Linked DNA regions of Anas platyrhynchos: region 1 is linked to region 2. A link is a contact called in public Hi-C data. All regions are on one chromosome and are shown on one strand. The core of a region is the stretch at or near the end of the contact, and the rest is flanking DNA. Distances in the headings are between cores, read along the strand shown. Region 1 overlaps PDZD8 (PDZ domain containing 8). Region 2 holds the start of SLC18A2 (solute carrier family 18 member A2).

Region 1 (4,584 bases), core at 1,781-4,280, 60 kb before region 2:
CGGAGAAGACTTTGGAAGTAGAGAAAAAAATACACAATATGCACAAAAGTAGCAATGTCACAATTTCCCTTTTCATTACTACTGCGTGTGAAGGCTGTCCGGGGCTGTTGGCAAGGTTTCTTTTTGCAATACCACTCCATATGCTGACATGCGGAGAGTTTTTCACCAACATCTGCTGCTGGGACCTCTGCAGACCTGTTGCAGTCCCTGCTGGCGTGCTGGGACTTCGCCCGGAGCCTTCCAGGGAGTGCTGTGACCTGGTACTGACTGAGCATTGCTTCATTTCCCCAGACTTCTTAGTTCTTCACCCAAAGGTGCTTTGAGGTCACTGAACCTCAAGAGCCTCTTCCATCACAGGCAGTTTGTGTGAGTGAATTCACAGCAGAATGGTCGGCATCCCCTAATGAGAACCGTCATCTGGAGGGGGGCACCTGAAGTTGTCTTCCTTGGCAATCTTTCCAATTCCAGAAGTGAAAATCACCTTGATTTCTGTATAGTTTTCAGTTTTGCTCAATGCCTGAGGATTTTACATTCTGTCTCAATATGGTAGCTATGGCAGAGCTGAGTGGTTTAAGCTTTGCTTTGGTCCTTGTGTGGAGTAGTAGCGTTCAGATCCTGTTTTCTGTTCTAAGCAATTAAGTCTTGAACGACAGCGGAGAAATTGTAGTGATGAAGCATCTTGCAAACTCTTCGTATGTTAGAAATGTCTAACTTAATTTCATTTTGTTCTTCACATATCCAAATGCATACTTCTTGCACTTTTTCTAATCACCACCCAAGTTTCGTTGTTACGTCTTTGAAAGAAAATTTTTGTGTATTTTTTACATGAAATTATTGAAAGAATGGAAACTTCACTGGTGTAGATAACATTTTACAATTTTTGTCTGACCTATTGAAAGCATGTTTTTATGATTGTAACACCTTCACAGAATACTTTCATTGCAAAAATGTATCTGTAGGTGAAAACATTGTACAATGTGACAGTTTATTTCTTCTACAAAAGAAAAGGAAAAACTTAAGTTACACTAACAATTGCATCCTTGCCTTAATTTTTTTTAAGGAGAGAAAAGAACAAAGCAACACGCTGTTAAATCTCCCCATATGACTTTTTAAAGGTACTCTGCGAAGAAAGTCTTAAATCCTGTCAACTCTTACTATATTAAGCAGAATATTCTTCTAAAACTGTGCCACAATGTGGGCTTTTAAAATGAACGTTTGTTTTAATAACCTTTGTGGACAAGGAGACTTTTCCGAAGACGGTCATTTTGTAAAACACTGCAGTGTGTACCCGAGACCGATGTGTTAGGTTTGGAGTTTTATGTTTATTTTTTTTCCCTTTTGCCCTTGAGTGGACTTCATGCAGCAGTGTGTGGATGTTGAATCTGCTTTTGGCATTCTTAAAATTCAGGAAATATTCTGCTTATTTTGACTCCAAAACTGTTTGCAAATAAAAGGGTCACAGTTGAAATTAAAAAAGTTAAAAAAAAAAAAAAAAAGTTGTAAAGGAAATACATTGAGCTTGCTTTTATGTACCTGGTAATAAATAAGATGTTACCATAGATCGGGGTGTACTTTGCACATATCGACTTCTTGTTGGATTTGCATATCAACCCTTTTGTATCACCCCACAAAAAGCAGCCAGCTTGATAGCCCACCTAGTCATCCTCTCCTGGGGACTGTAGAGACAGGACAAAGTCTTGGGCTTCAATCAGCCCTAAGAGCTGACACTGCCCCCGCCTCGGCCCTGTTCTGCTGCCTGCCCTCTGTCAGGGGGCCTCCTATAACATTTGGGGTCTGTACGGTGCCGGGACAGCCCCAAGCCGCTGCTGTTCCGGCTGATCTGCTAAATCGCTCAGCTTTGCCTTGTGCTTACCCGAGGGTATCCCGTCTGGAGGTAGGGAAGCAGTAGAAATCATCCTTCTTATATACCTATTTTAATTACTCAGGCAGTAACTTAATCATTTTTTCTTACCGATTTAATCTTTGCTTGGGCTATAAACTTTGTTTCAGGGTGTCTTTCATTCACTGTTTTTTTACTGGCTTATAAATGTTACATCTGTGGAGTACACAGTAACCTGCATTTCGATATGCAGTTGTTTGGGATGTGCTGTGATGCGATTGTAATCAGTCTTTATCTGCAGCTGCACTGGAGAATCCAGCTCTTCTGTTTGCGTGCTATCAGAGATGTTATTCAAACAAAAACTTCCTTAGTGGCATAGAAGCGAAAATTTCCCCTTTGTCTTCCTGAAACTGGAAATTGTATTCTAAACTCCAGCACAAAGTGTCCATGGACCAGGACTGCTCTTTAAGCGTGCATTTTTGCTGTCCTGCAATACGGTTCTTCAATTAGGGTGTGGGTAGCGTAATATAACATGAAATCTCATTGTTTCCTATGCACCTTTTGCGTTATGGTTGTAGTTGAAAATCACTTTTTTTTTTTTCCCCAGTTGTGATGTACCTCCTGTCCTTGTTCTTGTATGTTACTTGTCACCAGTACAAGACAGATAAATAGCTGCTCCGCTGATATTGTAGAGGAATTAGGGGTTTAGAAACAGGCAAGGACTCCTGGAAGATACACTGTTGAGAGTTTTGTCTGTCTGTCTTTATCTTTTGAACTGCATTAACCAACTGGATCTTTGATCAGCTTCGTTATTGTTTCCCCCCTAGTCCTCCTGACCCACCGTGCTTCCCTCCTTTGCAAAACTGGAAAGGAAACTTGTGCAGTCCTGTTGGATGAAATGCAATGTGTGCAAGCAATGACCAACTGTGGAAAAACTTTACTGAACTAGCTGGTGGCGATGAGTTGCAGTTGACACAGAAGAAAAAGTGCATTATTCAAAAGCAACTACAAAAAGCAGAATAGGAAAGCCACAGAAGGTTGCTGAGGATAGTTTAAAAATGAGCAAAGAGGGTATAAGCTGGTCAGTTTAGGTAACCCTGAAGGAACTTAGTCTTGCCCAGACAAAATACCTGATCGCTTGGTTCTGAGGCTGGATTTCTGCTTACTGTAATCAAATCAATAGCGTCTAGACAAACGAGTGCTGAAGGTCAAGCTGGAAGTGCCGCTGACAGCTGCTCTTTGCAGGGTTTCAGTAGAAGGGATGGGGCAGCACGCAGCCTGGACACCTGAGGCTGGCAGCACAGCATGCAGCCACAAGGCTGGCACCTGGAACAGCAAACACAGCAAAATGCTGGGCACCAACCCAGGGGTAGATGTAGAACTGAGTAACTGTAAAGATCTTCGCAGTTGAATTATTTGTAGAGATATATACAAAAGGAATACTTCTTCCATTCCCTGTGCTTTAACGCAGGCTAGAAAGCTGTTGTAGAATGAGGTGTGTTTCCTTGGGATTGGGGTAATTTTACCAATTCCAGTTGCTTAAAAAAGTTGCTTTCAATTGTTTTTACTTAATTTTCAAAGTATATTTAATATATAATAATTTAGATATCTCCATATCTAGAAATCTACACGCTTTTTAATCATAAATACTTAACCGAGAAACATTCATTAAAAACATCAAAATGAACAGAATATTGCTGTGATTTGATTACAGTTTTTATCTCCATCTGAAGAGTTGTGTAATAAAACACAGCCATAAATAAGCTAGTTTGGATGAAAGCTTAGACTTCTTTATTTTGAAGTTTTCTATATGCATTTGACAAGGATCGTTTCTAATGGCTCTCTTGGAAGAGCACAATTTATCGGAGGTTTTTATTCCCAAATATTTATTTGCTTCTAAGTACTGAGAGAGAAACTGTGTACAACTTCATTGCTTCCCACACACCCCCTCTTATAGCACTGTTACCTAACTGGAAAGCTTTGTAGCCTTCTGGAATAGAATAAGATGCCTGAAGAACCACTTCTGTTTGTTAGGAAATAGTTTACTGCTGACTGTGTATCTGTGACTTTGCTACTACAGTAACACTCTCTCTCCAACCAAGGAAAGCTGTTGTATGTTGTGAAGTGTAGGACTAGAGCGAAAGACTCTTGTATCTGTAACTGCTTTATTTTTTAAGCTATTATTTTATATAAAAATAGTAATCTGCCAATTGAACACTTTAAAAACAAACAAACAAAAAAAACAAACAACAAACACCCCTTCCTCCCTCTAAAACCCTGCCCCTAAAGCCCTAGCTAACATTTTTAAACAATTTTAGATACGTGTAAAATACTTCCACTAGAGGGTGGCAGTGCCTTGCATTTTGTGAAAGGCTGTGCTTTTGGAATCACTTAGGTATGCACTTCTGTGTCTGTACACATTGAAAATAGTAATGGGGTGTACAAAGGAAGAACGCGGAGTTTAATATGATACTTAGGATGCATACTAGTATTACAATTCTTACTGTATGCTTTTCTGTTTCAGGTTGTTTATATTTGGATCCTATGAAAGAGAAACAAATGTTCATTGCACAATGGAGCTGAGCAGTAATGTTTGGGAAGAAAAATCAAGGAGTTCCATTAAAACGGTAAAAACAGGTTTAAGCTTTACATATTGCAGTATGTTTTATGTTCTTAGCACATTGTCTAGAAAGAATGTATCTTTTGAACAACAAAATGGGTGATTTAGCAGGAGGAAAACCCTA
Region 2 (4,434 bases), core at 31-2,530:
GGAAGCATCAGTGACAGAACCAGCAGAGCCGCCTGGCCTCCCTTCTGACACAGCCCCATCTTTCAGTGAGTCTGCAGACCGAAATACTTTTAAGAGCTTCTAGCACACATCTTATAGAAAAAATAAGGAAACATTAACAACTTTATAAGAAAGGATGTTCATGTAAAAAATCTAAAACTGACTGGTAAAAGTATTCATGGAGTTTTTGTTAAAGGCATCAGCTTTAAGCTGACCACCCCCAGGAGCTGAGGTTGGCAGGGCAGCACTGCACAGGGTGGGCTCCACGCTCCATGAGCAGTGTGTGGGTACAAGCCAGGAGTTTCTCTGAGCCCTTGGACAAAATAGATATGAAAAGGAGCCTTTTGACATGGGTACTTAAAGAACTACCAGCAAAAAATGTTCCAGGACTTGATTTAATTCATAACTCACGACACCATGTAACTTCAAGCCAGTAAAAGTCACACCTTCAACTTTGATCAAAACTCTGATTATTTTATTAAACCAGCTCCTAGAAGCACTTTTCTTAAAACCCATGTAGATAGTTTTCTTATTAATCTACCATTTGACGAGCAGCGTGGGGGAGAGGAGAACTATCGCAAGGAAACAGGCATCTCCAGCGTTATCTAGCCTGGTGTTTCAGTTGCATGACCGCAGGAGGAAAAAAGATGATGAGCTAAAAATATCAATGTTGTCATTCTGAGGAGTTTTAGTGGCTTTCAGTGGGAAAATAAATAAATTATGAAGGTGGCTTTATGCAATTCCTTATCCTGCAAGTGACAGAGAAACAAAGTGAGACTTTGCTGCTTGTGCCAGTGCCCGCAGTACCTGGGGCACCCAACGTGTTTGAAAACCTTTGGTTTGGTTTGCGAGCATCACTCGCGCACCCAAGCAGCACATCTGTCACCGGCGATTACTGCTGGCATAAATCGGGGGGAGAGAAACCAACGAAAAACACAGACACGAACCAAAAACCGAGCCACCCCCGAGCCACCGACGGCGAAGCCCGCAGCCCCACCACCGCCAGACCCGGTCGCCTACCGACCACGGTGAGCAGCATGTTGTCCAGGAGCAGGGCGATGAAGACGATGAGGAGGATGAGCCTCCGGGAGCTCCGGCCCTCCCGCAGCCAGCGGATGATGCTGGCCTCGCCCCGGGCCATGCCGCCCGGCCCCGCCGCCGCCGCCGCCGCCGCCGCTGCCTCTGCCGCTGGCCGCGGCCTCGCGGAGGCCCCCGGGGGCCGCCCCGGGCCAGGGGCTGAGGCCGGAGCCCCCTCCTCGCCCTGCCCCGGCCCGCCCCGGCTCGCAGGACCCCGGCCAGCAGCCCGCTGCCAGCCGGCTGGGCAGGAGGAGGAGGAGGAGGAGGAGGGGTTGGAGGAAGGAGGAGGAGGAGGAGGGCGACGACGACGAAGAGGAGGAGGAGGAGGAGGAGGAGGCGGGGCACGGAGACCCCTCTGGGTGTCCCTTCCCAACCTGAGCGATTCGCAGCGCTCAGCCGCCCTGCCCGGAGCGCCGGGCTCCGTGCCCAGCCCGCTCCCCTTGAGCCTTTCCCCAGCACCACGGGCTGGCAGGGGAGGCTGCTGGGCAAAGATTCACGGCGGCTTAGCAGTCAGCTTTCAGCCGCTGCCCAGCCTGGGGGCTGCTCTCTGCTTCACACTCTTCCCGGTGCTTCGCCCCCGGTAAAGAGCACCGAAGTCGGGATGAGCCTTGCGATGAGTTGAACAGCCCCAGAAGCAAACGGCAGGCTGAAGGCGGTGACAACACCGCTGTGCAAACAGTTCTTCCTCAGCGATGTTCCCCGTATTCGTGTAGTTTCACCCCGTGCCCCTGCAGCACGATGCCATCAGGACGCGGGTTGCCTGTGCGTGGTGCTCAGACTTAGCCTGGTGCTCCTGCAGCAGCACTCGCTTCGTGCCATAAACAAACTGCCCGTGCTGGTTTGTTCATTTCAGAATTAATTTATTAGTTAATGAAAGCCATTTACTCTGTGAAGTCTTGGCAAAGTAGCAGCTGAAGAAAAACCAATGTGGTCTAAACTGATCTCAGGTCCCAATCCATCGCTGGCAGAGGTCTAGCAGGCTTTAGGAATGGGGTGAATTCAGTGCAGTGTGCTCTTTACTACACACATTTTTTCCTAAAAACGGTGAAAACAGGCAGAGGATGTGCTAATAGCACCTGTTTTGTTTGCATGCAGGTAGTTCTGATTTTATTTGACATATCCACTAAGCATTATGCTCGTATGGGAACAATTTTACCAGTGCACAATAAATGTCCCCAGTGGGTATTGCTAAACTCTTGATTCACAAACGAGGGTTCATATCCTGAAGGCACTTGCACCATAAATCACATCACTGAGCTGAGGACTGCGGAGGAATGCAGGAGGAGGCAGGGAACACTGCCCGGGTCAGGAACAAGAGCCATGTCAGTATGGGAAAATAAATTTCACATTTCGATGAAATGTCCATAGCAATTTCCCATCAGGAAAACATGAGTTTGGGCATTTTGTAAGCACAGCAGTTTGGAGGAGAGTTATCTGCTAGCAGTGCTGCTGTTACTGTCACCTGTCAGAAAGCAGATGTGGACAAAGATGCTTTTCCAGCCGTCTGTGATGAGGGATGCAGTTGCAGAAGCCTCTTGCTTCTTTCTCTGTATCACCCATGTCAGGGGGAGAACATCTCCTTCCCCCCCCAAGTCTGTCTTCCAGAATTTCTCTCCTTCCTCTGCCTGTCCCTGCCATGCTGACATTCATGCTGGCAGCATCTGGCCACTTTGCTTGAAGTCACTCCTCTCTTCTACTCCCCTAGCTTCTCTTACCCTCAGCCAATTGACTTTTAGACAACTAATGCCAAAATAATGTGCATGAGCATGCCTGAGCTATTAGCATGGACAAGCATAGAGCATTTGAGTGTATTTATTTGCATGTGGAGATGCCCACTGGTGCACAGACACTATTGCTTTATTAATCTAGCTGATTAAATCATGTTTACCTCTAGGAAGCTATCAGGTCAGGAAGACACAAGGTTTGCTGCTGTGCAGGTATAAAGTGTATTCCATTCCTTCACCACTATTTATTTATCCCTAGTCAGGGATCTTTGTGTCTACCAAAGAACAAGTAAAAGAAGAGTAGGAGCATAGTGAAATTGAACATTATGTTTGGAAAGCTGCTTATGACTTGGTTTCCCTATTGAACTCCCCATATAAAATATAAAATGAAATATAAATTTCATGCTTTGAAAAAAGATGTTCAAATCTTTTTTTTTCTTTTTTTTTTTTTTTGTAAAGTATCTGCCTTTTTTTTTCTTAGCTGTCCTTTGATGTATACATGTGCCTGTTATACCCAGATTATAATATTATAACTTTATTAGTTGTTGATAAATAACATCTATAAGCTCAAAACTAACTTCCAAAATCACATATTTATATGGGAATCCAAATTTTGAGAACTTAGCATTTGTTCATATGGATGCTCCCCTCTGAGGGAGGTACCCCTAGCACTTTAGGACATAGGCTAAAGGCACCGAGCATCATACAGTTGGTGACCCAAATATCGTTTAACATGGACTTGATGCTTAGGCTCTGGCCAGCTGACTGGTGGGCTCTCCTCAATCCCCTCTATGGTGCATAACCAAATGAGCTATTCAGACAAATAAAATAGCCAAGAACACACAGGCAGCAATACTACAAATGATCATGAGTCTGGGAGAGATGCCACAGAAAAACTACGACTTGGCAGCCAAAATTCTGATCTCCGCTAAGAAGTTTCCCTGTGGCAAGATGTCCCCTGTGCACAGCTGGATGCTGTCATAGCACACGACACAACATTGTTACAAGCACCAGGGAGAAGTGCCATTTTGCTGGTTTGCCTCCAGGTTCCTTCAGTGCTGAACTTAAATAAATAAATAAATAAATAAATAGAAACCACCAACAAACAAAAAAATAAAACCATGCAAGAGTTCTCACCATCCAGGCTGAGAAACACAGCACTTTGCTGGCTCCTGTGGGAAAAATAATTCCCTTTAAAGCTGTCTCTTTTTTTTTTTTTTTAAGATTTACTTTTATTTCCACAGCTTGCAGTTTAACTTGCAATAATTCATAATTATCTTAGCTTTCTGTATGAATTAATAATTTACAGTTATTGCTAGTGGGGAAAAATCCTGCTATAAATAATTCTTATTATTTAAGTTGGAAGACATACCTGGCAGCTTACTAATAGCAAGTAATATACTTAGTCAGCTTTTTCAACCTTTGTAGCTCTTTCAAGACTTTTCTTCTTTGTGCCCAAGAGTCGTGCTACTAATTACTATGTAGTAAGGCAGTGTGGTAGTTAGATTCACTGAGTAATGAATCTCATTTTCCCCAGGTGTTGAAGATATACATTGTGTTTTAATCTGCTGCCATATAACCCACAGCGAGTATATGTGTGAATGTATTTATGTGT

What was found. Hi-C and Micro-C count contacts between places; a contact is called where the count stands out from the background.
Region 1: a contact with region 2 is called in a Hi-C map of skeletal muscle, with 4 times the contacts expected there. The contact joins the enhancer-like site here to the promoter of SLC18A2 in region 2. A contact is called at or near these places in 4 of 8 Hi-C or Micro-C datasets (F1 follicle, liver, skeletal muscle and 1 more).

What each region holds. Positions count from the first base shown.
Region 1 is chr6:34,488,462-34,493,045 of IASCAAS_PekinDuck_T2T, reverse strand. It overlaps PDZD8 (PDZ domain containing 8), which reads left to right. Exons shown (of 5, transcript XM_027459985.3): 3 at 4,365-4,467. Among named protein-coding and RNA genes, the nearest start is that of PDZD8, 24 kb to the left of the region's middle. Within about 2 kb of position 3,030, at least 1 of the 8 cell types and tissues checked has an H3K27ac peak or open chromatin away from gene starts, as enhancers often do.
Region 2 is chr6:34,426,405-34,430,838 of IASCAAS_PekinDuck_T2T, reverse strand. SLC18A2 (solute carrier family 18 member A2) reads right to left here and starts at 1,280. Exons shown (of 15, transcript XM_038181112.2): 1 at 1,039-1,280. The coding sequence starts at 1,159.